Linked DNA regions of Sus scrofa: regions 1, 2 and 4 are each linked to region 3. The links are chromatin contacts, called in public HiChIP or PLAC-seq maps. All regions are on one chromosome and are shown on one strand. Each heading gives the region's core, a stretch centred on a gene start, on an enhancer-like site or on the middle of the called end of the contact. The rest is flanking DNA. Distances are from core to core; before and after follow the strand shown.

Region 1 (6,081 bases), core at 3,269-5,768, 130 kb after region 3:
GTACCACACAAGAACTCCCTGCCTTCTCCTCTGTGGTTGTCAGTACAATGACTTTGTGCCAAGAAAATTCATGAGAATCTAACAAAACTGTTACAAATAAGAGAATTTAGCAGCATAACAGGTTCATCTGCAACAACTATGCAAGACCTCAAGGCAGGATTACTCTGGATTAACAGCAATTACAGTAGATGCCCAACAACAGCACTGGAAGGGCTGGCCAGCATAGTGAGAGGAGACCCCTTTGTGCACCTGCGCCAGAACTCAACTGAGACGAGTTCTACATTGAGAAATTTCCAAATCCAATCCAATCAATGCAATGTATGTTCCGGGGTATCTTGCGGTGCAGCAGGTTAAGAATGTAGTAGCACTGTCACTGCAGCAACTTGGGTCACTGCTGTGGAGGTTTGACCCCTGGCCTGGGAACTTCTACAAGCCATGCTCATGCCCCCTCCCCCCATCCCGACCCCAAAAGTAATAACTGTCCTAACAGGATTTTTCTCAATGAATGCTGACAAGCTGATGGTTCAGTGCTCATCTGTTTGAGAACAGCTAATAGGTCCTTTTCGCCTTTTTTTTTAATTATGAGAGAAACTACTACTCATCCAAGTTACTTATAAAGCTACAATAAGTAGAGAAATATGGCATTTACTCAGAGACAAACAGAGGTCAAGGGAGCCTAAGGGGCCAAGAAGGCCTGCACGTGATGATGACTATGAGAATTATATCCATGACAAAAATGGCATTTCCAATAATCGGAAGAACTGAGTCTGAAAATGGTATTGAAAAAACTTGTGTCCCACATCATGAAAACAAAACCCCAAAATACCAGAATGTAGGAAAATATTTGTACAATCTGCCTAAGTATGAGATGAAACAAGGAAGAGGAATAAAGACGGATCTAAAAGGAAAAAATACCTGAATCTATAGAATTTCTTCACAAAGACTTGAGGTAGAAGAGAAATATTGGCCTGATATTTGCAATATTAACATCCATGATATAGTGTAGAGTCCCCCCCCCCAAAAAAAAACCAAAGCAACGGGGAAAAAAGGAAAATATATAAATCCACAAAAGAAAAAACACAAATGACATGTAAACTTACGAAAATACACGTAACTCCATGAGAGAAATGTGAACTAAACTGAACATACCTTTTCTCATCAGATGTGCAAACCTTAAAAAGCGGACTCTAAATCACTTGTATCTTACAAAGAGGAAAAGGAGCTCACATGTTCAGCATACATATTTCAAAGGATCTTAGAAGTTTCTTGCTACCAGATTTTTTTACTTACATCTTGGTTGATCCAAAGTTCATTTCTAGAAATCCTACAAAAAACCAACCTGAATGTGCAAAAAAAAAAATGTGTGCGAGACACTTTTTGCAGTAACTTGAACGTCCATCAGGAGGAACAAGTCAAGTGATGTCTGCACTGTATTTGTTAAAGAAGTGCACCTTTCTGCACTGAGTACAGGAACACCCTCAGGGCACAAACACATAACCAGAAGTGTAAACATATTTTAAAACCTGGCTGGAGACACACACCAGTTGCTGAATACATACGGGAAGGGCAGCAGCAGATGATGTGTGAAGCACGACGAGGGAGGCCTTACTGCCAACCAGGCACTGGCAACAGGTTCACGTTCAGCTAAGCGGTACACCCAACTCGGGCCATAGGAACACAGAGCTTGATCCAGCAGGTCTGCAACTACTCGACACAACACCCCCTCTGGGCGTTTTCCCCGCCACTTCAATTTCTAGACACCAGCTCCTGACTGCCCAGTCGGCCCACTCCCTGCCAGGATCCCTTGTGCCTGGTTCTCACCTGAAAAGGTGTCTTGAGGAATTCCTCTCTCCACCGACCAGAGCTCTTCCTCCTCCTCTAACTGAGATACCACATCTGGCTTGGAAAGCTGATGCTCTGCCCAAGGGAAAAGAGAGAGGGCTTGGGGGTCTGTGTTCGGGAGAAAATACTTTCCGGCTACAGCAATTCTGGTCCCGTGTTCTCCCCTTGGGGCCTAACTGCTGGTGACAGGCGGTGCTGATATTCCCGCCCCCTCCCTTTAGCTAGTGGCTGGCAGTTCCGGACTCTACCCAGTAAAGGAGCAATAGGACCCAGTTCTGGCCAGCAAGGCACAAAGGGAAGTTTGCCAGCTAGGGCCCCCAGGCATTGTTCTTCTTCCCTGTCAGTCTGTAAAAAGAGAACTGGCCAGGGCTGCCGCCTCCCTTTCTTTCTGCCTTGAACATGAACGTGATACTTGATGTCACAGTCCGGCATCTACTAACCTAAGAATGGAAAACTTCACACTAACCAGGGAGCGATGGAACGAGCTGGGTCTTTCATGATACTCTTGAGCGGTCAGACCTGACGCCATGTCCTTTGGAATTCGTTTCAGCTCTGCCTCTGCTAGCTGAAAACCTCTGTTTGACCCACCTCCCCAGCATTCAGTGCCTCAGGGGTGGACCAGGTAATGCTTCAGAAGTTATCTGTGAGGTTATCTTTGTCCTGTGTGTACAAAGTCAAGTCCTCTCCCTCAGGCTCCAAAGACCTTGACGTTTGAACTTGCAGGATGAGCCCAAGCTGACACACACTGCAAAGGCACCACATTTATGCTGCAAAGCGCAAATCTTTATTGACACACAGGCCATCCTTACCCACTGAGACCAGGTTCCTGTAGTTCTCCAGCAACACCTCCCTGTACAGGGACTTCTGTTCAAGGTCCAGCATTCCCCACTCTTCTGGGGTAAAACCCAGCGTCACATCTTCAAAAGTCACTGGTTCCTAAAACCCACAGGTGCCTGTTCAGTCAGGGCCTGTCGTCACCCACACTGACAGGAGGGAGAGGCTGACTGAGAACATGCAGGCACAGTCAACAAGGTGACCTGAAAGCATGCAGGTATCTCATCATGAGTTCTTGCTTTTGTCTGAAACAGCAAACCCAAGGCTGACCCTATTCTGGTCACAGCATGGAGGACTACCCAGTAAGGCCGAAGGAGATTCTTCATTCTCTGAAAACCTCTCCATTTTTTATTAACCTGGGGATTCCTGGGTATACCTCCTGCTACGGGATTCCGCAATGAGCTGAATCATCACACACTCCAGCCTTCAGCTCCCACCCACTGCCCATACTATTTATATTTCCTCCACCCTTCAAGGATCCATCTTCATCTCTCTTCTCTCCCAGTGACTAAGTTTTTTCTTTTTTTTGCTTTTTAGGACCGCACCTGCTGCATATGGAAGTTCCCAGGCTAGGGGTCCAATCGGAGCTGTAGCCACTGGTCTACACCACAGCCACAGCAACTGTGGGATCCGAGCCACATCTGCGATCTACACCACAGCTCACGGCAAATGCCGGATCCTTAGCCCCCAATAACTAAGCTTTAATGCTAAAGTAGCTGTTGAAATCTAAATAGAAGCCTGATTCCTGCTTAGACCTGTCAACGTCTCCCTCCCCAGCTCCCACTCTCCTAGTTTAATGGATAAATGAGAATCCCCCATAATTTGACCTTTATCCTTGGAAAGCTAAAATACTTGTTATTCCTCTGTCCACTAAGGTCTCTCCTTCCCAGCCAGTTCCTCGCCCAACCCCGAGATGTTGCGCGGCCCGGGGCATTTCAGGGATGGACTCTAAAACTCATAAAGAACCCTCTACTCACAGGGAACCAGGCCGTCGGAAGCCCGGAAGCCATGCCTTCCTCTTCCTGGAGGTGTCTCGGGGGAGTGGGCAGAGTCCTGAGAAAGTCAAATTTGGAGGTGGGAGGGGCGCGAGGGTTGAGTCACGGCCCCCGCCCCCCTCAGCCCAAACAACCGGAAATGACAGCTCCATCCCCCACTTCGGAAGACGCCCTGAAGGGCTGTCTCCAGCAGCTCTCGAACACCCAGAGGGCCGGTTCCCCATCCTCCACACCCAGAAGGAATCGGTCCGTTTCCTCACCCTTCACGAGCCCTGAGGGGGGACGGCCCGCCCGGTCCCCGCATCTTTTGGGCCCCAAGTCCCCGACCCCCACTGCCCCTTCAGGCCCCGCGGCGGAAGGACGGCAGGCGAGGTGGTTCTGAGCTCCTCTTGTGTTTGGCGAAATGGGGGCTGCGGCTGGGCTTGCCCTGCAGAGCCGGCCTGGAACAGAGTCCCCGACGGGCGCGGTTTTGGCGCCGCACTCACCCCGCGCGCGGCGCACTATGGCGCCCGTCGGTCCGTGGCGAAGTGCGTCAGCGCGCCGGTCCGGACTACAACTCCCAGACACCCCCGCGGCGGGGCGCGCCCCCACCTTGCAGGCGACGGCCATCTTGGCGGGCCAACTCTGGGTGGCACGCGAAGCCCGGGCGACGGAAGGGCGCCCTAGTAGTCCCGCTGGGCTAGAGAAGGCCTCGGGCTGGACCCGTCAAGCGACTGGGCTGCAGCACCGGCGAGGACGGCAACGCAGGCCAGGAAGGAGCCGTGCCCTGACATATGGGCGACCACGCGTGGGGAGGGCCGGAAGTGGAGAAAGGGAGCGTGGGCGGGGCTGAGGCGGAAATGCAGAGGGGTGGGGCGGGCTGCAGCTCACACCCAAAACGGAGGGAGGAGGGGCGGGCCGGAAGTGCTTGGGGGCAGGGCTAGACGTCCTTCAAGTTCCGAGAAGGGGGCGGGGCTTGGAGGGCATCCACGCCTAACGGAGAGGAAGAAGGGGCGGTTTGGAATGGTGGGAGGTGTTCTGGAGGGGAGCGGGCAATATGCCAGAGAAGGGGAGTTTCCGTCCTGGCTCAGGGGTAACGAACCTAATTAGTATCCCTGAGGACGCAGGTTTGATCCCTGGCCTCGCTTAGTGGAGTAAGGATCCAACGTTGGTGTAGGTTGCAGAAACCGCTTGAATCTGGCCTATCTGTGGGTGTGCTGTAGGCCGGCCGCTGTAGCTCCCATTCCACCTGTATCCTGGGAACGTCCATATGTTGCAGTGTGCAGACCTGAAAAAAAAGACACACAAGTATATATATATATGTTCACATATATGTATATACCTGAGGAGGGAAGGGGAGACGGGCCTGCCCGGAAGTGTGCAGAGGACGAAGCTGAACGTCCGCCAGGCCCAGGGAGGGGAGCGGGGTCGGGCCCATGGACAGTGCGGAGGGGCCAGGACTAACTGTCCACCCAAGTTGTGGGGAGTAGGGCATTGTCACGTGGACTCAAGGCATGGGGCGTGGGGGTTGTCAACGATAAACCAGAGCAGGACGGTAGTTAAAGCGGTGGAAATAGATTTTACTCAATAAACTGTTTTAACAGGGGTTGGGTGACTTCATTGTAGAACTGAGCTGAATTCTGCTTTATAGTCAAGGATTGGGGAGGGGGGTGGAGGTGGGGGGTAGTTGGTGGGTAGAAAATTAGGAAGAGACATCAAGTCTAGGGGTATTTTGAAACAAGCTGATAGGTTTTTTTACTGAAGGCAGGCTGGGGTGATGGAATATCACCTGGGAGAGATACTGGGGACGATGATTTTGATCAGATGTGAGAAGTAAGGAATTCTTGATAAACTGACTTAGGATTCTTGCTAAAGTGGAGGAAATGTGTGTACGAGGAAGTACACGCATGGGCCTTCCTGGGGAAAAGGTTCAGCAAAGGATCTTTGTCAGGCAGTTGGAGGACGCTGGACAAGATGCTCTGCCCAGTGTCCTCACTTGCGAGCTAGATGTCCATGTTTAGGAAGTGAAAGAAGTCTTTGGCTGCCTCAGACGTGGTGTTTGCTCTTTTTCCTTGGATGCATTCCCCCTCTCATCATATTGAAGCATCTGGGACAAAATATTTTCATGTCTTCCTCAGAGTCCAGTGTCTGGTGTCTCAGGTTCCAGGGTCTAAGCTCTGATGTTCTCCCGTTGCTGCTTGGGGCTCTCCTCTCCTTCTCAGCGCCGGCCCAGTGTAGTCTCCTCACTTCCTTGGGATTTCCTAGCAGGTTCCAGCAGCCCTGTGCTCTATTTGGGTCATTCTGTCCACCGCATACTAAATTTGTTCCAGGAGTTGTTAAGTTCTGTGGTCACTGTGGGACACATCCATGTGCAGGCTGCACATCACATTGTTCATCGTATTTGCTGCTATTAAGACCTTAAGTCTGTTGA
Region 2 (6,584 bases), core at 590-3,089, 170 kb before region 3:
GGTTATAGCTTGATAAAGCCATCTTTTGTTTAAGTGCTAAGGTTTCTGTCTTGATACAAACAGCCAAGCAGGCAGAAAGAACGGCATAAACCCGTGTGTGAGGAAAGGCGTAAACACACGCCCACGTGAACAGATGGCTGGAACCACCGTCCCTCCTGCCCCTCGAAGCCCAGGGTGAAAATGTCACACAGCAGGAACCACAAAGCCACCCCGGCCAGGCTGACCTGTGCCCCCTCCTCCTGCCTCCACCTGCTCCAGAGCAAGGGGGGCCCCCTTCGTGTGAGCGGCCGTCTCTCTGCTCAACTCTCCAACCAGACCGGACTCCAAGAGGCCGAGGACTTGCCTCTCCCCTTGCCCTCCCGCCAGGGCCCAGCACACGCACGGGCTCAGCGAACCTGAGACGAAGGAGGAAGGGAAACACGGTCCGGTGCACCCTGAGGGGAAAAGCCACACCAACCTCAGGCTCACGCCTCTGGGAGCCTCAGAGGCCAGAAAAGTCTCCAGTCACGTCACGGCTTCCGAGGCCTCCTCCCAGCTATGAGGACACTGGGGGCGGTGGGGGCAGGCACTCAGGACCCCGGGTCACAGGTTGGACCCCTGCACGGTCCTGCCCTGGCTCCCTTGGCTCACCAGCCTCCTGCGACATCTCAGCCAGGTCTTCCAACAGCGCCACAGCCTCCTTGCCACTTGCAGGGCCCTGGGATGCCACCCAGACCCGGATGTCAGGCGGCAGCACGCCCAGGAAGTGCTCCAGCACCAGCAGCTCCGGCATCTGCTCCTTGGAGTGCACTTTGGGCCTCAGCCACGGGCGGCACAGCTCCCGAAGCCGGCTCAGGGCCTCCCTAGGACCCACTGCCTCCTCAAAGCGGAAGCTGCAGAGGCGTTGCCAGGGGTCCCTACCAAGCCCAGGCGACAGGGTTCGGGGCCGAGGATTGGAGAACGGTTTGGGGTCACAGCAGGCGGCCTCATCCTCCCCCATCTTGGTGATCACGAGCTTCTCCTGGTCAATGGGTGCTGGGCCCGCTGCCATGGCAAGACCTAGGGAAGCTGGCCTCCCCTGCCCTCACTGGGGCCACATGCACCCTCTTCCTGAGACACATACAAACTCGATCAGGGCCATGGGCCACCCACACCCCTCCACCCACTCACGCCATGCAAGACCACTCGCCATGGGAGAAACTGTCCACAAACCTGGCCAGGTGGCGACCTGGCTGGGGACACCTCCAGCCACACCCTCCTCACCTGTGCCCTCATGAGGATGCCTCACACTGGGAATCTGGTTAGGGGAACAGTGATGGAGAGCTTCCTGCAGGGAAGCTTTCAGGAACTCAGGTCGACTCGGCCAAGGCAGGAGGACTGCTCCTGGGGACAGGGCATGGGCACATCCAGGGTCTCGGTGACCAAGAGGACCTCACCAGCAGCCAAGCAGAGGTGCTGGCAGGAACTAGCAGAAGGTGGGTGTCCAGGGAGGCTCTGAGCACATGAAGGATGCAGTACGTGGGGCCTAGCAAGAGGGACGTGGGGGACAGACTGGAAGCCAAGATGGAAGCTGGGGACAGCTGCAATGCAGCTGCTTGGGGATCGCAAGAACTGCTCCAACAATGCAAGGCCTGTCTTCCCTCATGGAAGATTCCTGTGGAGCCTGAGACACCCAGCTCCCCTCAGCTAGTCAAGGTCAACCACGGACAGAGGGAAACGGCCACTCTACAGCGCTAAACAAGAAGGTAAGCTGTGGCCCACCTCACCAAACATGATCCCACTAACATTAAAATTTTAAATGAGGAGTTCCCGTCGTGGCGCAGTGGTTAACGAATCTGACTAGGAACCATGAGGTTGCGGGTTCGGTCCCTGCCCTTGCTCAGTGGGTTAACGATCGGGCATTGCCGTGAGCTGTGGTGTAGGTTGCAGACGCGGCTCGGATCCTGAGCTGCTGTGGCTCTGGCGTAGGCCGGTGGCTACAGCTCCAATTTGACCCCTAGCCTGGGAACCTCCATATGCCGCTGGAGCGGCCCAAGAAATAGCAAAAAAAAAAAAAAAAAAAAAAAATTTTAAATGAAACAACCCCATCAAAAAATGGGCAGAAGATCTAAACAGACAGTTCTCCAAAGAAGACATACAGATGGCCAAGAAACACATGACAAGATGTTCAACATCACTCATTATTAGAGAGATGCAAATCAAAACCACGATGAGGTACCACCTTACATCAGCCAGAATGGCCATCATCCAAAAGTCTACAAACAATAAGTGCTGGAGAGGGTGTGGAGAAAAAGGAACCCTAGTACACTGTTGGTGGGATTGTAAATTGGTGCAACCACTGTGGAAAACAGGATGGAGAGTCCTCAGAAAGCTAAACATAGAACGACCAATTGATCCAGCAATCCCACTCCTGGGCATCTATCCAGAGAAAACCACAACTCACAAAGACACATGTACTCCGATGTTCACTGCAGCACTATTTTCAATAGCCAAGACATGGAAGCAACCTAAATGTCCATCGACAGAGGAGTGGATCAAGAAGATGTGGTACACAGACACAATGGAATATTACTCCGCCATTAAAAGGAATGAAATACCAGCATTTTTAGCAACATGGATGGACCTAGAAATTATGCTAAGCGAAGCCAGCCATACAATGAGACACCAACATCAAATGCTTTCACTGACATGTGGAATCTGAAAAAAGGACAGACGGAACTTCTTTGCAGAACAGCTGCTGACTCACAGACATTGAAAAACTTATGGTCTCTGGAGGAGACAGTTTGGGGGTGGGGGGATGTGCTTGGGCTGTGGGATGGAAATCCTGTGAAACTGGATTGTTATGATCATTATACAACTACAGATGTGATAAATTCATTTGAGTAATAAAAAAATACTAAAATAAAAAAAAACTTAAACGACAAAAAAGGGCCACTGCTACAAATGTTCAGAAGAGGATCTTGAAAACCACCAACCCCTAGGCTGGCAATTCTGGGGAAAAGAACTGGAGGTGGAGGACGTCTCCTTTTTCTTTTGTAAGGTCTGCATACTGCTGAATTTTTTTCCTCCAATGGCGTTTTCATTTGCTATCATTGCGTTTTCAACGCCAAAGCATGTCTTCAAAGGGTTGGTCAGGGCTCTCCAGAACCAGGTTGCCCCATCGAACAGCCCCCACCGCTGGGCTTCTCACCCCCAGGTGCTCTGAGATGATACTTAGAGGGGAGGGCAGTCTAGGCAGCGGAATCGGCAAATGCGAAGGCTGTGTGGCCAGGGCGATCTTGCAGAGCCTTTGGAAGGGTTAAGGATCTGATTTTATCCCCGGGTGCGTCCATACTCTCACTTTCGGGAGAGGAGAGCGAAGGTACAGAGCGGGCAAAGAGGAGGCCTCAGCTGCGGAAATCCTCAAAGACTTCCCAGGGCAAGTGAGAATGGTTTAGGGGAGCTGGGTGGAAAAGACGGCGAGTCCGCACAGAACTGGGAACCGCCAGAGACAGGCGCAGAAACCCCACCGCGGAAGGGACCAGTGCGGGTCCGTGGCCACACCCCCGGAGGCATGGCCAGAGTCCCGCGGACTCCAAGGCCCAGCAGCACCCGCGCCACGTTCCCCGCGAATTCGTCCGGGCTCGGCCGAAAGAGGCGCTGCTGCTCCGCCCCACCTCTCCTGCCGTCCTCTGGCCAGCAGCACACCCTACCCCCGGCATTTCCGACGCCTCTGCCGCGTTGCGCCCGGACTCACCGCCTCCGGGAGCCACGCGGGCCAGCGCGGAACAACGCCACGCAGGAACCAAAAGCAACTACCCCTGGGACCCTGACCCGGGAGCCTCCGGTTGCCCAAGGATTACTTCCCGTTCCTTGTCGCCACCCCCACCCCCCCTCCTTACCATAGTGCATGCTCACGCGCAAGAAGGTAAGAAAGAGGTCGCGGCAGCGTCTGCGTTTCCACGACAACCTTCCGCGTCCGGAAGTGAAAAGTGCGCAAGACCGGCTCTGTCCGCAAGGCTCTCTGGGAAATGTAGTCCCTGGACTGTGAGGCCAGACCGTCGAGCTGTGGACAGTGCCTTTCCCAGGAGGCGGCGGGCACCAGCGCGCGGAGCTGCCGGGAAATGGAGTTTTTCAGGGGCCTGTGAGGGGGTGTTAGCGGTGTCCCCGATTTCAAGGAAACGAGCCCTGGAGCCAGACGAGCCCGCGCGCGCCGCGAGACCGCAGACCTGTGGCTTTCCCGTGCTGTACTGTGCCAAGTTGCCTTTCAGCCGCCGCTACTCCTCCCACCTGGTTACCTGCCTTCTTGAGCTGCTGCACCGCACTTGGCCTCCAACGGGACTGTTCCTGCCTTTCCCTCCTCAGGCCTTCACTAAATACAGCATGCTGGGCCGCATGGCCAGCTTCTTTTTTTGTTGGCAACGTCCCCCAAAGCCAGGGCATCACCTCCCCAGAAAGCCCTCCATATCCTCACCCCCTCAACACACACACACACACACCCCGCCCCCCCACTAGGTTTGGGTCCCTCAGAAGTCGTCAATATAGCCATTGTCACAAAGAATGTAACAACTTCTGGACTGGCAATTCTTTTTTTTTTTTTTTTTGTCTTTTTGCTATTTCTTTGGGCCGCTTCCGCGGCATATGGAGGTTCCCAGGCTAGGGGTCTAATTGGAGCTGTAGCAACCGGCCTACGCCAGAGCCACAGCAACGCAGGATCCGAGCCGCGTCTGCAACCTACACCACAGCTCACTGCAACGCCAGATCGTTAACCCACTGAGCAAGGGCAGGGACCGAACCCGCAACCTCATGGTTCCTAGTCGGATTCGTTAACCACTGCGCCACGACGGGAACTCCTGGTTTTTTTTTGTTTTTTGTTTTTTGTTTTTTTGTCTTTTTAGGACCGCACCCGCAGCACATGTTGGTTCCCAGGCTAGGGGTCCAATCAGAGCTGTAACCACCAGCCTATGCCAGAGCCACAGCAACGCTGGATCCCAGCCAAGTCTGCGACCTTCACCAGAGTCCACCGCAAGACCAGATCCTTTAACCCACTGAGCAAGGCCAGGGATCTAACCTGCGTCCTCATGGATGTTAGTCGGGTTCCTTAACCGCTGGGCCATAACGGGAACTCCTGAACTGGTATTCTTTTTTTTTTTTTTTTTTTTTTAAGGGCCACACCCGCGGCATATGGAGGTTCCCAGGCTAGGGGTCCAATCGGAGCTACAGCTGCTGCCCCTATGCCAGAGCTACAGCAACGCCAGATCCGAGCCGAGTCTGCGACCTCTACCACAGCTCATGGCAACACCAGATCCTTAACTCACTGAGCAAGGCCACAGATAGAACCTGCAACCTCATGGTTCCTATTCAGATTTCGTTTCTGCTGCACCACACTGGGAACTCCCTGGACTGGCAATTCTAGAAGGCAGTCTCTCCCACCATGGTCTCCCAACACCTAGCACATTACAAGTTCTCATAATTTGTGCAATTTATTAATCCATTCAGTCACCAGGCTCCTAAGAAAAGCTCCTTCCCTTCCCCTTGCCATCCCCTATGCCAGTCTTACCAGGAAAGCTAGCAAGGGGCGTCATCTGACCTGTCTCCCTGTAAGGCTGGACCCTCCGGCCCCTCCCCAGCCTCCAACCCATTATGTGTTGACAGCAGGCACATCACTACAAGTGTTAGGTGGGACAGATGGCAGAAATCCTTCCTCCCAACTTTATTCCTGGCATACCAGGCAGAAGGGGGGTCTAGATGGGACACAGGAACATCCTAGGAGTTCCCTGGTTCAGTCCCTGGACCAAGAACTTTTGCTTGCCACTGATGCAGCCAAAAAAACCACCACCACCACCTTCCCTTGCTGACTCCCTGTGGTTTGGTGGCCCATACGGTGTGTCTGCAGACTCCAGCACACACCTCAGGGTGCTTGCTACAGTCTGGGAAACAGAACAAGCTGGAACGAGGGAAGATGCTAAGACGGTCCAGGTCAGTCCATCAGAATCAGAGCTATAGGTTACCCAGGCGAAGGCTGGGCTGCAGCCAGTGTGCTGGGAAGTGACCCTGAGGTGGCCACTGAGCCCTCAAGAGTTGCTGAGATTTTCCCAAGAGCACTAGACCTGGGAGGGCATCAAAGTGACAAAAGCCTCAGCCTCGGAGGCTGGAGGGAAGCCAAGACAACCATGGCCCAGAAACCCAGCGAAGGAAACATCTCCAAAGCAAGGGATGGGCCCTGGTATCAAAACCCACACACGCCCGGGGAGGGTACCGGAGACCTGGGACAGCAGAGGCCACGGAAGCCAGAAGGGCAGAGGACGACACGGAAAGGGAGGAAGGAGAGTAGGGAACCCTCATCCAGAGTTGGCTAGGAAGGGTCCCAGTGGCCCAGGGAAACATCAGGTTGGCAAATAGGAGAGACGTGCCTCAGTCTGGCCCCTCACCACCTGGTGGGATGTGTTTGGCAGCTACGGTGCTACAGGGTGCATCTCTGACATGATGGGCAGTTTTGGGGCCCACAGCTTATCTGCCAATCAGAGATCACCACCTTTTTGTTCCCCAAGCTCGGTGCTCTATGTGTCACTGGATCAAAGGTGGCAGTGCAAGACGTATGAGAGCCGTCAGGGAGAAATGGCAGT
Region 3 (6,548 bases), core at 3,940-6,439:
TTCTCAAACAATCCAGGAGTGTAGAAACATACACCCAAAGGACACTGGTCTGCCAGCCAAATGCTGCCCAGGAGAGGGCCCAGAGCGTGTGTCTGCTCTGCCTCGGGGGAGAACTCAAGACAAGTTCCTGGAGAAAGCGACCCTCAGGAAAAACACAGACACACACGAACATTCCCAACCGTCAACCCTGCCCCAGCCAGGCCGCTGCCAGCGGGTGAGCACCCCCAGCCCACCTGATTCACACGGCGCAGTGGGGACACGTCCACCGCCTGCCGCCTCACGGTTCCGGCTCGGCCGATGCGGGTTGAGTCCTCCCGGGGGCCGCTGTTGATGATGGCGTTCACCAGGACCTGCAGCGGATTCTGAGAGAGGGGGCCCATAAGCCCGCCGCCCAGCCAGCGGCCCTCCCCACCTGGCAGGCGGAGGACCCTGGTGGGCCGCTGGCACGGCGGCCGAGGGCCCTGGGGTGCAGGGCAGGCCCTACCTCGCCCGTGAGCAGGTGGATGATCTCGAAGGCATGCTTGACGATGCGCACGGTCATGAGCTTCTTGCCGTTGTTTCGGCCGTGCATCATCATGGAGTTGGTGAGGCGCTCCACAATGGGGCACTGGGCCTTGCGGAAGCGCTTGGCGGCATAGCGCCCTGCGCTGTGGGGCAGGTACTTGGCATACTTTTCCTTCACCGCGATGTAATCCTGGGGCAGCAGAAGAGGGATGGAGGGACCATGGTCAGGAGCAGCTGGACCTTGGCAAGGACCACAGGGACCGGACACACAAAGGGAAGCCCCCATCCACCCGCAGGAGCTTGTGCGTGAGCCCTGCCTGCCACTACAACACCGAAACCAGTTCCTGCGAGTCATTGAAAAGATCATTTCCTGTATAATGGGATGAAGGGGTGTGGAGAACGAAGATGACAGCCCAGGCTCCGAGTTGTGTTAATGAAGTGTTTCTTGGAGTTCCCATCATGGTGCAGTGGTTAATGAATCTGACTAGGAATCATGAGGTTGCGGGCTCCATCCCTCACCTCGATCAGTGGGTTGAGGATCCGGCATGGCTGTGACCTGCAGTGTAGGTCGGAGGCTACAGCTCCGATTAGACCCCTAGGGCACCTCCATATGCCACAGGTGTGGCCCTAGAAAAGACAGAACAAACAAACAAACAAACGAGACAAAATGAAGTGTTTCTCCAAACTCTATACCAGACACCTATTGTATCAGATAATTCTTCGTGGAGGGGCTGCGCTGTGCACTGTGGCATATTTAGCAGCATCCAGTATGCCAAGAGCGCTCCTCAGCACTTATAGCCCAAAATGTACCCAGACATTGCCTAGTGTGCCTTAAACTGGGGTTGGGGGGGACCACCCCAGAGAATCAATGTTTTAAAAATCTTTTAGAGTGCCCATTGTGGCTCAGTGGTAACAGACCTGACCAGCATCCACGAGGACGCAGGTTCCACCTCTCGTCTAGATCAACGCATAAAGGTTCTAGCACTGCTGTGGCTGTGGCACAGGCCTGCAGCTGCAGCTGCAGCTCCTATTTGACCCCTAGCCTGAGAACTTCCATATGCCTTGTGTGTGGCCCTAAAAAACCAAACAAACAAAAATAGCCAGAAGAAAAAGAAAACAAGGAGCAAACATCCATGCGACAGAAATCACATGTGACTCAAAGAGCCTAGCCTTACAACACATTCAAAGTGAATTCACTGTATAGTACTGGGAAATCTCAACACCGTGTGATAGGCAAAGATGTAATGTGGAAAAGAATCTGAGAAAGACTGTAAATGTGCATAACTGATTCACTTTGCTGTATATATACCTGAACCACTACTGGGAGTTCCCTGGCGGTGTAGTGCTAAGAATCCATTGCTTTGGGAGTTCCTGTCGTGGCTCAGCGATAACAAACCCAACTAATATCTATGAGGATGTGGGTTCAATCCCTGGCCTCAGTTAAGAATCCAGCATTGCACAATAGCCAAGACATGGAAACAACGTAAATGTCCATTGACGGATGACTGGATTATACTTCTCAGCCATAAAATGGAATACTACTCAGCCATAAAGAAAAGAACAAAATAGGAGTTCCTGTCGTGGCTCAGTGGTTAATGAATCCAACTAGGAACCATGAGGTTTCGGGTTAGATCCCTGGCCTTGCTCAATGGGTTAAGGATCTGGCGTTGCCGTGAGCTGTGGTGTAGGTTGCAGACATGCCTCAGGTCCCGCGTTGCTGTGTCTGTGGCCTAGGCCAGCGGCTATAGCTCCAATTAGACCTCTAGCCTGGGAACCTCCATATGCCACGGGTAAAGCCCTAGAAAAGACAAAAAACAAAAAACAAAAAAACCGGAGTTCCCGTCATGGTGCAGTGGTTAACGAATCCGACTAGGAACCATGAGGTTGAGGGTTCGGTCCCTGCCCTTGCTCAGTGGGTTAACGATCCAGCGTTGCCGTGAGCTGTGGTGTAGGTTGCAGACGCGGCTCGGATCCCGCGTTGCTGTGGCTCTGGTGTAGGCCGGTGGCTACAGCTCCGATTCGACCCCTATCCTGGGAACCTCCATATGCCGCAGGAGCGGCCCAAGAAATGGCAAAAAGACAAAAAAAAAAAAAACCAAAATAATGCCATTTGCAGCAACACAGACCAAACTAGAGACTCTCATACTCAGTGAAGTCAGTCAGAAAGAGAAAAACAAGTATCACATAATATCACTTATATCTAGAATCTAATACATGGCACAAACGAACCTTTCCACAGAAAAGAAAATCATGGACTTGGAGAACAGACTTGTGGTTGCCAAGGGGGAGGGGGACGGAGAGGGATGGACTGGGAATTTGGGGTTAATAAATGCAAACTATTGCTCTTGGAATGGATAAGCAATACATTCCCGCTGTACGGCACTAGGAGCTATAGCTAGTCACTTATGTTGGAGCATGATAATGTGGGAAAAAGAATGTATTTAAGTTTGTGGGACTGGGTCACCTTGCTGTGTAGTAGAAAATTGACAGAACACTGTAACCAGCTATAACGGAAAATTAAAAAAGAATTCAGCATTGCTGTGGCTCTGGCACAGAACGGCAGCTACAGCTTCAATTCGACCCCTAGACTGGGATCCTCCATATGCTGCAGATGCGGCCCTAAAAAGACAATAAATAAATAAATAAATAAAATTTTAAAAAGGCCTGGGGTATTGGCAGAAGCATAGACACAAAGACCAACGAAACTGAGTTCAGAAATAAACTTTTATGTTTTTGCTCAACAAAAATTTCCAAAAAGTGTACCAAGGCCATGCAACTGAGAGATACTGGCATTAGAATATGTATATGTAAGATATAACAGAGATTTAAATTACATTTCATGACCTAAATTTGTTAAAAAGATGCATTAAATTCTACAGGACAAAAATAAGAACCAGAATTTTGAGACAATTAGATTTCCCCAAACAAAACAATACCATCAGGCCCTTACACTTTAAAACATTACAATGGTGACTCTTCCTACCAAATAGCTTGTGGGATGGGACACTCTCAGGAAGGAACCATCTCCTGACTACCAATGTGGCAACTTCTAACAGGACACAAGGAAAAACACCAAAGATGGGTGCGGTGTTCCTCTTCTACTTGAGCCACCTTCGACTCTTGGAGAACAGCTATGACTTTCAAGTGATTCCACCATTAGAGGCGCAGCAAAACCCCTCACCTGCAAGGATATGTCATTAATCTGCACATCGTCGGTGCTCCACTTCCCAAAGAGCTTGATGTCTGGGGTCTCCGCCACTGCGGGTGCAGCTGTCTCCCACTCCGTCATCCTAGGAACACAAAGTGTCAAAACCCAAAGCATACCCACCACTGAGTCTGAAGCTAGCCCACATCCTGAAAAATAAGAAGTCACCAAGAACCAAGGAAAGCTGCAAACATCTGGGTCCACTTTGTTGAGCCTTAGAAAAACCACTCATTTCTCAGCAAGAAACATCCGTCTCTCACCCAGGAATTCCGAGGCCAAGAGTTGGCAGGCACGCTTTCAACAGTTGCAGTGAAGCCCAGAATGGGCAGACGAGACCAAATGCACTGACTTGGCGTTAAAATCCCAACCATCTTCAAGAGCTCTGGGACCTTAGAAAAGTCTATAAACCGCTTTAGGCTCAGCTTACAAAGTAACACGGAAAAGATTCAATAGTAGTAATTCTGCGCTTTATCAACGCAAGGGCTGAAGTTGGTTTCTGACCCCAAATAGGGACTAAAGGCTCCTATCTAGGAAAAACCCTGCATACTGCACCTAAAAACAACAGCTACTTCCTACATGTAGTACAATTGTAGAGGCAAAGCCAACATTCTCCGGTCCGCCGTGGGGCAAGGCTACGGCGGCGGCGGGGCTACCGGGAGCCAACAACGGGGCAAAAGTAACTTCCCCCGCGCCACTATTTGTGTCCTTCCAGGGGAAGCTCAAGAGGTCGGGGCTCACACACGACTTCCGGAAAACTCTGGTTTGGTCCTCGGACCCACAAATCCCCGAGACCCTTACCTAAGACCGCGGCTGAGGCGTCTCTACCGCTTGGCGTGGACCACGCGCCGCCCTGGCACAGACAGGAAGAGGCCGTGCGCAGCGGTCCAACGATTTTAAGTGAGGCGATAACTTCCGGGTCAGCAAAAGTAGCGCGTGCGCAGAACAACACGGCATATCCATAGACCAATCCGGAGCAGGGATGCAAAGGCGCCCTTTGGGGCTGACAGAACACGTAAACGCTCGGCGCATGCGTACTTGCAGAAGCGAGCCCAAAGGTGCTCTTGGCGGATGTCCGACTTCCAGCTCTTGCCTGTTCGCGGCGAGGCTAGGGTGGAGGGGGACGCTGCACAGGCGCAGAGGTCTCTATGAGGTCAGCGCCGCCATGTCTAATGTGGGCAGAAGTCTGGCCAGCGCTCGCCGCTATACCAGCACCACAAGTTGTGGGCTCCGGCGGCTTAGTGGTGTTAGGGCATTAAGACAGCTCTCTGCTGTAGTCCCTACCCGAGGCGGATGAGCAGGCATCACTTACGGTTCTCCTCTGCTATACTCGCGCGGTCGGTCGGCTTGGGGCCTGAGCTTCCAAGAGGGGACCCCTTGCTTCACCCCATGCCAGGGTCCTCCACCATTCTCCCTGTCTCCCGCCCGGTCACTGCACGCGGATGAGCCTCCGGGAGGAGCCCTGGAGGAGGAGACTGGAGAACAGCCTCTGCCTTTTTTTTTTTTTTTTTTTTTTTCTTTTTAGGGCCACACCCAAGGCATATGGAAGTTCCCACTCTAGGGGTCTAATCCGAGCTACAGCTGCTGGCCTGAACCACAGCCACAGCAACAGGGGATCTTAGCTGCATCTGCGACCTGCACCACAGCTCCCAGGCAACGCCGGATCCCCGACCCAACAAGCAAGGCCAGGGATCAAACCCACATCCTCATGGATAGTAGTCAGAGTCCTTTCCACCAGCCCACCTGGGAACTCTCCTCTGCCCTTTTTGATCCAGCTGGGGCCTGCGCTGGTGAGGTCACTGGCATAGTGCAGGTTGAGCACAGTGGTGGGTACACTGCCTGCTCTGCAGCCCATGACCACAGTGGTCAGCATGGAGCATATGTTAGGCCCAGACGTGAAGCTGTGCTGGGATGTGAGTGCCTTCCTGGCTGGCCTGGCAGAGGCAGCCACCATTGTAGCTGCTCACCACTACTGGGCTGATAGCAGGGAGCTGCATCTGGCAGAGCAGTTTCCATGAGGCTCCTCACCTTCCCGTACCCACCTTAGCCTACAAGGGTGGGGGATTCTCCTCTCAGACTGAAGAGCCCCAGCCACCTGAGCCTGGTGGTCCTTCATTTGTCCCCAGCAACCCCACATGCTCACCCTCGGGGCTTGCCAAATTGCAGGTGCTCAGATGCTTCCAGGTTTGTTGACTGATTGTAAAGGTACTCACGGCATATTAAGGCCTGCCCCTACCCCTAACCCAATTCCAGGTTTCAGACCAGAAACTCTGGGCCCTCTTGGACTGTCATCAGTCACCATTTATGCCACTGCTCAGGGCAGGAAGCTGTTCTGGGCAGGGGGTTAGATCCTCAGCCCCGAGAAGCCAAGGCCCCATTCCCGGCGGCCTGTGGTCTCCATGGCCTGTGCAGAGCAGCAGCCTTGGGGCTCTCACTAGGTCTGTGGGGACAGGGAGAGTCTAAGTCAGCCTCTTCCGGGTCCTAGAAGGTCACTCTCTGATTCTTGGGGGCTCTCCCTGGTCCTAGAGGAGTCATCAGGTGGGGTGCTGGCTGGAGGAAAACAGGGAGGCTGGGAATAGGCACCAGACACCCTCACAGGAGGGCCTAGAAGGGTCCCCCAACCCTGGCCCTTTCTCCTCAAAAGCTGAGGGGGTCCACCTGTCTGAACCTCAGCTTCCCATCAGTGTGGAAATGGGAATGAAGTCAGATAAGGCCCGCTTGCTGTCTGTGGTTCTTGGACTACCGGAGGTCACTTGAAATGGCTATCTTCATTGACCTTGCGAGAGGGACCCGCCGTGCAACGGAGGGCAGGAGGGAGGTCCCACAGTAAAGCCCCATGGTG
Region 4 (6,363 bases), core at 772-3,271, 230 kb after region 3:
GACAGCATTGCTTCCTTCTGAGGCCTCTCATTGGCTTGCAGGTGGCTGCCCTCTCCCTCTGTCCTCGTGTGGTCATCCCTCTGGGCAAGTCCCGCGAGGCTGTGTCCTGTGTGTGTGTCCTACTCATCTCTTCCTATAGGGACACCCGTCAGATTGGATCAGGGCCCACCCTTTTGACATTTTTGTACCTTAATTACTCATTTCCTATTTATTAACCTTCAAATATAGATGCTTCCTAAGATACTGGGGGTTGGGCTTCAACATGTGAATTTTGAGGGGAATCTAACTCAGCCCACAATCATTGCTAATAACAGTCACTGCTGCTAGTTGGGAAAAATTTTAACCATTAAAAAATAACAGGGGAGTTCCCCTCCTCATGCAGTGGAAATGAATCGCTGTGCCCTCAGGAATCATGAAGTTGTGCGTTCGATCCCTGGCCTCACTCAGTGGGTTAAAAATCTGGCATCACCGTGAGCTGTGATGTAGGTCGCAGAGGTGGCTTGGATCCTAAATTGCTGTGGCTGTAGCATAGGCCGGCAGCTGTAGCTCTGATTTAACCTCTAGCCTGACAACCTCCATATGCCACAGGTGCGGCCCTAAAAAGCAAAAATAATAAATAAATTAAAAAAACAAAACAAAACAAAAAAAACCCAGGAATTCCCTGGCGGCCTGGTGGTTAAGGATCCAGCATTGTCACTGCAATGGTGCAGGTAGCTGCTGTTGCACAGGTTCGATCCCTGGCCTGGGAACTTCCATATGCCTCAGGCCCAGCCAAAAAATGAATAAACACATCTAGGAGTTCCTGTCGTGGATCAGCGGAAATGAATCTGACTAGCATCCGTGAGGACACAGGTTCCATCCCTGGCGTCACTTAGTGGATTAACAATCTGACGTTGCTGTGAGCTGTGGTGCAGGTTGCAGATGCGGCTTGGATCCCTCATTGCTGTGGCTGTGCTGTAGGCCGGCAGCTGGAGCTCCCCTTCAACCCCTAGCCTGGGAACCTCCATATGCCACGGGTGTGGCCCAAAAAAGGCAGATAAGTAAATCTATGTCTCCTATAAAACAAACAAGGTGACATTTATTTTGTCCCTACTAAGGTATATTTTTGAAGGTAGCATCTTTTTGGGGGTGGGGGTAGGGAAGAATTTCTCAGGTGTGGACTACGCGATAGGCAGTCCTTCGGGGAAAGGTGGCCTGGCTCTGCGGACCCCCAGGTCTGTGGTCAGGATTGAGGACTACAGCTCCCAGGAGGCCAAGCACAGCAGTGACCCGACCCACTGGGGGCTTCCGCGGGCACTCACGTGGGTGGGGAGGCCACGCACGCGTCCTTCTGGGAAATGTAGTCAGGTTTCTGGACCCCCGCCCCTGCTTCCGCCCGTAGCCGGGTCATAATTGCCAGAAGAACCAGCACGGCGGCCACCCAAGCACCGGACTCCCTTCATGCACCACAAGGGAACTCTCCTGAGGTTCCACCATCGTCCACCGCTTGTGTGGAGACCAGGCTGTCGTCAGCGGCCTCCCGAAGCCTGGAGACAATGGACTACAATTCCCGAAATGCCTCGCGCCTAGGGGCCGCAGACTGGAGCCACCCACTGGCATCGCGGAGCGCCCTGGGAGATGTAGTCAGAAGCTCTAAGTACTCACGCACGCCGCCTGGCGGACAAGGCTAATGTGAATTTGAGTCCCTAGAACACCCAGAACGCTCATCTTCGGGCCGCGCAGACTGTGGTGGACGCCCGCCCAAGTGTCGCTTCCGTGTCCTACAGCAGGAGAAACTGGTCTAAGTGTGGTCTAGCCCTGGCCCGGGAACCTGGACCGAATGCCGGAAAGCTCCATTTCCAGCCAAGGTCCGGCCGCGCACACTCATTTTGGGGGTCGCGCCTATCGCCGTGCCGTCTGGAAGATGTCATCGGGCTCTCGGGCGCCCTCGGGTGGCGGTCCGGCCGTAGCACTACAGCCCCTGGGAGGTGAGCGCAGCGGCGACCCCACGCACCGGCGTCCCTCGCGTGCGCTCGCGTGGGCCGGGACGCCCCGCCGCGGGGGCTACTGGGAAGTGGACTCCGTCCACCGGCGCCCTCGCGGGCCTCTCCTGGGCGGCTGCGGCGCCCTCGCGTACGTCCGGCGGTGGCGCCGCGGGGCCTCCCGGCCGTGGTAGTTCCCGCCGAAGGCCGCCGCGGCCTGGGGTCCCGAGTACCCCTCCGGAGGGCCGCGGATCCGGCCGGCATCTCGGCCCCGGCTCCTCCCCCGTGAGAGCGCCTGGCCGCCCTCGACGCTGCCCCCTCGCTTCTTGCCCTGACTTGGTCGCGACCTCGGCCGCGGGGCTCCTGGCAGCCCGGCTCCCGGTGCGTGGCCGCGCCCTCCCTCCTGACCCACGGGGTCTGAACCCAGGGCCGGAGGGCGTGTCTCCCCCAACCGGGGACCCTCCGCCTGTCGTCGTGGCCGAGGAGGGCTGAAGGGACGTAGAGGACGCCGCCTGGTCTGCAGTCCGCGAGTGTGTCCGCCGCATGAAGGTATCAGCGCGAAAACGCGTGACCCGCGTGGAGCGTCCACCCATTCAAGCGACGCGCGGTTCCGGTCTTCTCATCGCCTGGAAAGATTTGCCCAAAGAGGACTCATGTCTCCTCGGTTCTGTTGAAGCAGGTAACCTGTGTTCCAAAACCTGAGCGCTTTCTGAGCCCCGGCTCTCGTGGAAAGACTAAAAGCACCGCAGGAAGTAGCAGCTGCTCTCTTAGGCTCTTTCGAGGTTTACGGGTGTTTCTGTCTGAGACTCGGTATTGCGCCCAAGCCCAGAGAACCCCTGGCGGATGTTAACGTCATCAACCGTTCGTAACGTGGTCGGCGTTTTATACCTGGTGGCACCAAGAGGAAGAGGAATCCCAAAGGCGGACTGTACCTTCGGAACTTGGGGAGGATCCCTCGTTTCCCGAGAAGTGAATGAGATTCTTAGGGGGTAAAGGTTTCGGTAGTACGGAGGCACCCCTCCAAATGGTTGCGGCACACCCGCAGCACCCCCGGAAAGCCACAGGTACCTCTCGGAAGCCAGAGCGCTCAGGACATCTCTGTCCACCAGAGTCCTTCCTCGCGTCCTCATGTGGCCCTTCCCTGACCTTCTGGGAGCTTTGCAAAGAAAAGGGTCTTGTTTGCGCGCACACAGGGGTGACATCTCGGGGGCAGGTAACCTTCGAGGACATGGCTGCACTGAGACGTGTGCTGGAGACCTTTGGGCATCTCGTCACGCGGCGGGGCTGTGCCTTGCGTCGACTTCTGCTTGGGGTCTCAGCAGAGCGGGTGTGACCTGGCCGGGCGCGCGGGATCAGTGAACCGGAGCCTCACAGCCTGATCGCTCCCTTGGACAGGGCCCTGGATCCCCAAGCCAGCTCTCGGTGCCCAGCTAGAACCCGCGGTAGAGCCATGGGTGATGGACAGAGGCCTCTCCCAAGATGCTGCCCGGGTTGGATGGGGACAGGATCTTTATAGCCTGTTTATAATTTCCTTCATATCTACCCTTTGTCCTGCTCTTCACTCCTCTTCACTTGCATAATTCTTCCCAGGCTTATTTTCCTCTTGCCTAAAGAGCTCGCTTTGTCATTTATTTCGCAGTGACAGAATTCCCCCACTTTGTGTTTGCCTGATACTGCTCTTATTTAATCTTCATTTTGGAATTACCCTGTTGAGTAGTATTTCAGTTTTTGAATGAGCAGCAGTTTATCTGTTCTGTTGATGAACGTTGAGCTTTGCTCTAGTTTGGGGCTGTTGTGACTGATGCTGCTGTGAACATTCTTATACAGAGCTTTGAGTGGACCTGTGTTTTTATTGCTCTTGCAAAATTAGGGGTGAAATTTCTGGGTCATGGATTACTAAGGTCTGATTTTATTATTTTTTTCTTTTAGGTTATGCGTTTTGTGTTTTCTTTCTTTCCTTTTTAAAAAAACTTTTATTTATTTATTTATTTTTGTCTTTTTGCCTTTTCTTGGGCTGCTCCCGTGGTGTGTGAAGGTTCCCAGGCTAGGGGTCTAATCAGAGCTGTAGCTGCCAGCCTACACCACAGCCACAGTGATGTGGGAATCGAGCCTCATCTGCAGCCTACACCACAGCTCACGGCGACGCTGGTTCCTTAACCCACTGAGCGAGGCCAGGGATCAAACCCGCAACCTCCTGGTTCCTAGTTGGATTCGTTAACCACTGAGCCACGACGGGAACTCCTTTCTTTCCTTTTTTCTTAAATGTTCAGAGAAATCTTTGACTGTGCCAAAACTCCAAATATATTCTCCTGTTTCCTCTTGGTAGTTGTACAGTTTTTGCTTTTACATGAAAATGTAATCTCCACCTTGATTTAATTTTTATGTAAGTGTGAGGTAGTAGACAAGGGATTTGTGTATTTATTTATTCATTTGTTTATTTATTTTTTGCATTGTACAGCCACACCAACCGCATATGGAAGTCCCCAGGCTAGGGGTCAAACAAGAGCTACAGCTGCCAGCCTACACCACAGCCACGCGGGATCTGAGCCTGTGACCTACACCACAGCTCAGAGCAATCCTGGATCCCTGTCCCACTGAGCAAGGCCAGGGATCGAACCCCTGTCCTCAAGGATACTAGTCAGACTTGTTTCCCCTGCGCCACAATGGGAACTCCAGGATTTATTTTTTCTTATAACTATCCAGTTGTCTGTTACCATTTCATAGGAAAAAACGTTCCTTTTAGGAGTTCCTGTTGTGGCTTAGTGGCTTAAGAACCCAGCTAGTATCCACAAGGATGCAGGTTCCATCCCTGGCCTTGCTCAGTGGGTTAAGGATCTGGCGTTGCCACAAGCCGTGTGTAGGTTGAAGATGGACTTGCAACAAATAATTAGAAAATGAAATTAAGGAACAGTAGAAATCATACCTAAAACTAACATCTGATTGAAGCTACTCTCTTCCTGGTTTGCTGAGCCTTTATCATGATGGGTGTTTTTATCGAATGCTCTGCATGCGTATGTTGTCATGACTGTATTTTTTCTCCTTCATTCCATTGGTTTCCCCACTTTATTATTTCCTTCCTTTGCTCGGTTTACTTTTGTTTTTCCTGACTTCTTGAGATGGAAGCTTAGGTCATTCATCGTAACCCTTCCTTTTGAATGCTTGCACGTATAGCTACACATTTGCCTTTGAGCTTTGTTTTAACTGCATCCTGCACATTTTCATCTGTTATATTTTTGCTACTGCTCATGTCTTTGCATATGTGAAACTGACTTCTTTGGTTTGTAAAACATACTGTATTTCTTAGTATGATGAGTTTTTTTTATTGATGGCTAGGTTAATTCCACTGTGGTCAAAGAAAATATTCTGTATGAATTGAGTCCTTTTAAGTTTATTGAATGGTCTATCTTAGTGAATGTACAGTCTGCTCTTGTTGGGCACAGTGTTTGATAAATGTCAGTTAAATTAAATAGCTTGGTTGTGTTGCACACACTTTATTCTTATGCATTTTCTTTTCTTTTCTTTCTTTTTTTTTTTTTTTTTTGTCTTTTTGCTATTTCTTTGGGCCGCTCCTGTGGCATATGGAGGTTCCCAGGCTAGGGGTCTAATCGGAGCTGTAGCCACTGGCCTACGCCAGAGCCACACAACGCAGGATCCGAGCCGCGTCTGCAACCTACACCACAGCTCACGGCAACGCCGGGTCGTTAACCCAGTGAGCAAGGGCAGGGACCGAACCCGCAACCTCATGGTTCCTAGTCGGATTCGTTAACCACCGTGCCACGACGGGAACTCCTCTTTTCTTTCTTTCTTCTTTTTTTTTTTTTTGTTTTTTTAGGGCCGCTCCCGTGGCATATGGAGGTTCCCAGGCTAGGGGTCTAATCAGAGCTATAGACGCCAGCCTACACCACAGCCACAGCAACGCGGGATCCGAGCCACATCTGTGACCTACGCCACAGCTCACAGCAACGCTGGATCCTCAACCCACTGAGCGAGGCCAGGGATCGAACCCGCGTCTTCATGGATGCTAGTCAGGTTCATCAACCATTGAACCACAACAGGAACGCCTCTTGTGCATTTTCTTGTTTGCTTATTCTGTCAGTTACTGGCAGAAGAGTATTAAATTTCCAACCATGGGCGTTCCCGTCCAGTTTGACCCCTCGCCTGGGAACCTACATATGCTGTGGCAGGTGCAGCCCTTAAAAAACAATAAAAATAAATAAATTTCCAACCATGATTGGATCTGTTTCTCTTTTTCAATCAGTTTTTTTCTAGTTTTACTGAGGTACAATCAACATATAAAATCGTGTTACATTAAGGTCTACGATGTTATGTTTTGATAGACGTGTGTGGTGAAATGATCACCAAATAAGTTTAGTTAACACCTATCACCACGTAGCTGTAATTT

Evidence for each region. HiChIP or PLAC-seq counts read pairs in DNA pulled down with a chosen protein or histone mark.
Region 1: an H3K27ac HiChIP or PLAC-seq map of alveolar macrophages shows a contact between it and region 3. The contact joins the promoter of LOC100518738 here to the promoter of RPS5 in region 3. A contact is called at or near these places in 1 of 5 promoter capture datasets (liver), 3 of 47 Hi-C or Micro-C datasets (blood, epiblast stem cells and heart right ventricle) and 2 of 2 datasets of contacts at active chromatin or transcription factors (alveolar macrophages and skeletal muscle).
Region 2: a contact with region 3 is called in an H3K27ac HiChIP or PLAC-seq map of alveolar macrophages. The contact joins the promoter of LOC110261339 here to the promoter of RPS5 in region 3. A contact is called at or near these places in 1 of 5 promoter capture datasets (liver), 2 of 47 Hi-C or Micro-C datasets (liver and skeletal muscle) and 2 of 2 datasets of contacts at active chromatin or transcription factors (alveolar macrophages and skeletal muscle).
Region 4: a contact with region 3 is called in an H3K27ac HiChIP or PLAC-seq map of alveolar macrophages. The contact joins the promoter of LOC102158443 here to the promoter of RPS5 in region 3. A contact is called at or near these places in 2 of 2 datasets of contacts at active chromatin or transcription factors (alveolar macrophages and skeletal muscle).

What each region holds. Positions count from the first base shown.
Region 1 is chr6:62,831,713-62,837,793 of Sscrofa11.1, reverse strand. LOC100518738 (neurotrophin receptor-interacting factor homolog) reads right to left here and starts at 4,518. Exons shown (of 11, transcript XM_013998887.2): 1 at 3,932-4,518; 2 at 3,654-3,729; 3 at 2,652-2,778; 4 at 1,822-1,917. The coding sequence starts at 3,975.
Region 2 is chr6:63,129,923-63,136,506 of Sscrofa11.1, reverse strand. LOC110261339 (zinc finger protein 444-like) reads right to left here and starts at 1,839. Exons shown (of 3, transcript XM_021097421.1): 1 at 631-1,839; 2 at 1-546. The coding sequence starts at 1,030. The coding sequence ends at 536. All of the region lies in intron 1 of LOC110261337 (tigger transposable element-derived protein 1-like), which reads right to left.
Region 3 is chr6:62,966,596-62,973,143 of Sscrofa11.1, reverse strand. RPS5 (40S ribosomal protein S5) reads right to left here and starts at 5,189. Exons shown (of 6, transcript XM_003128133.4): 1 at 4,508-5,189; 2 at 3,686-3,794; 3 at 485-694; 4 at 234-362. The coding sequence starts at 3,793.
Region 4 is chr6:62,735,395-62,741,757 of Sscrofa11.1, reverse strand. It overlaps LOC102158443 (zinc finger protein 606), which reads left to right and starts at 2,021. Exons shown (of 8, transcript XM_013998898.2): 1 at 2,021-3,174.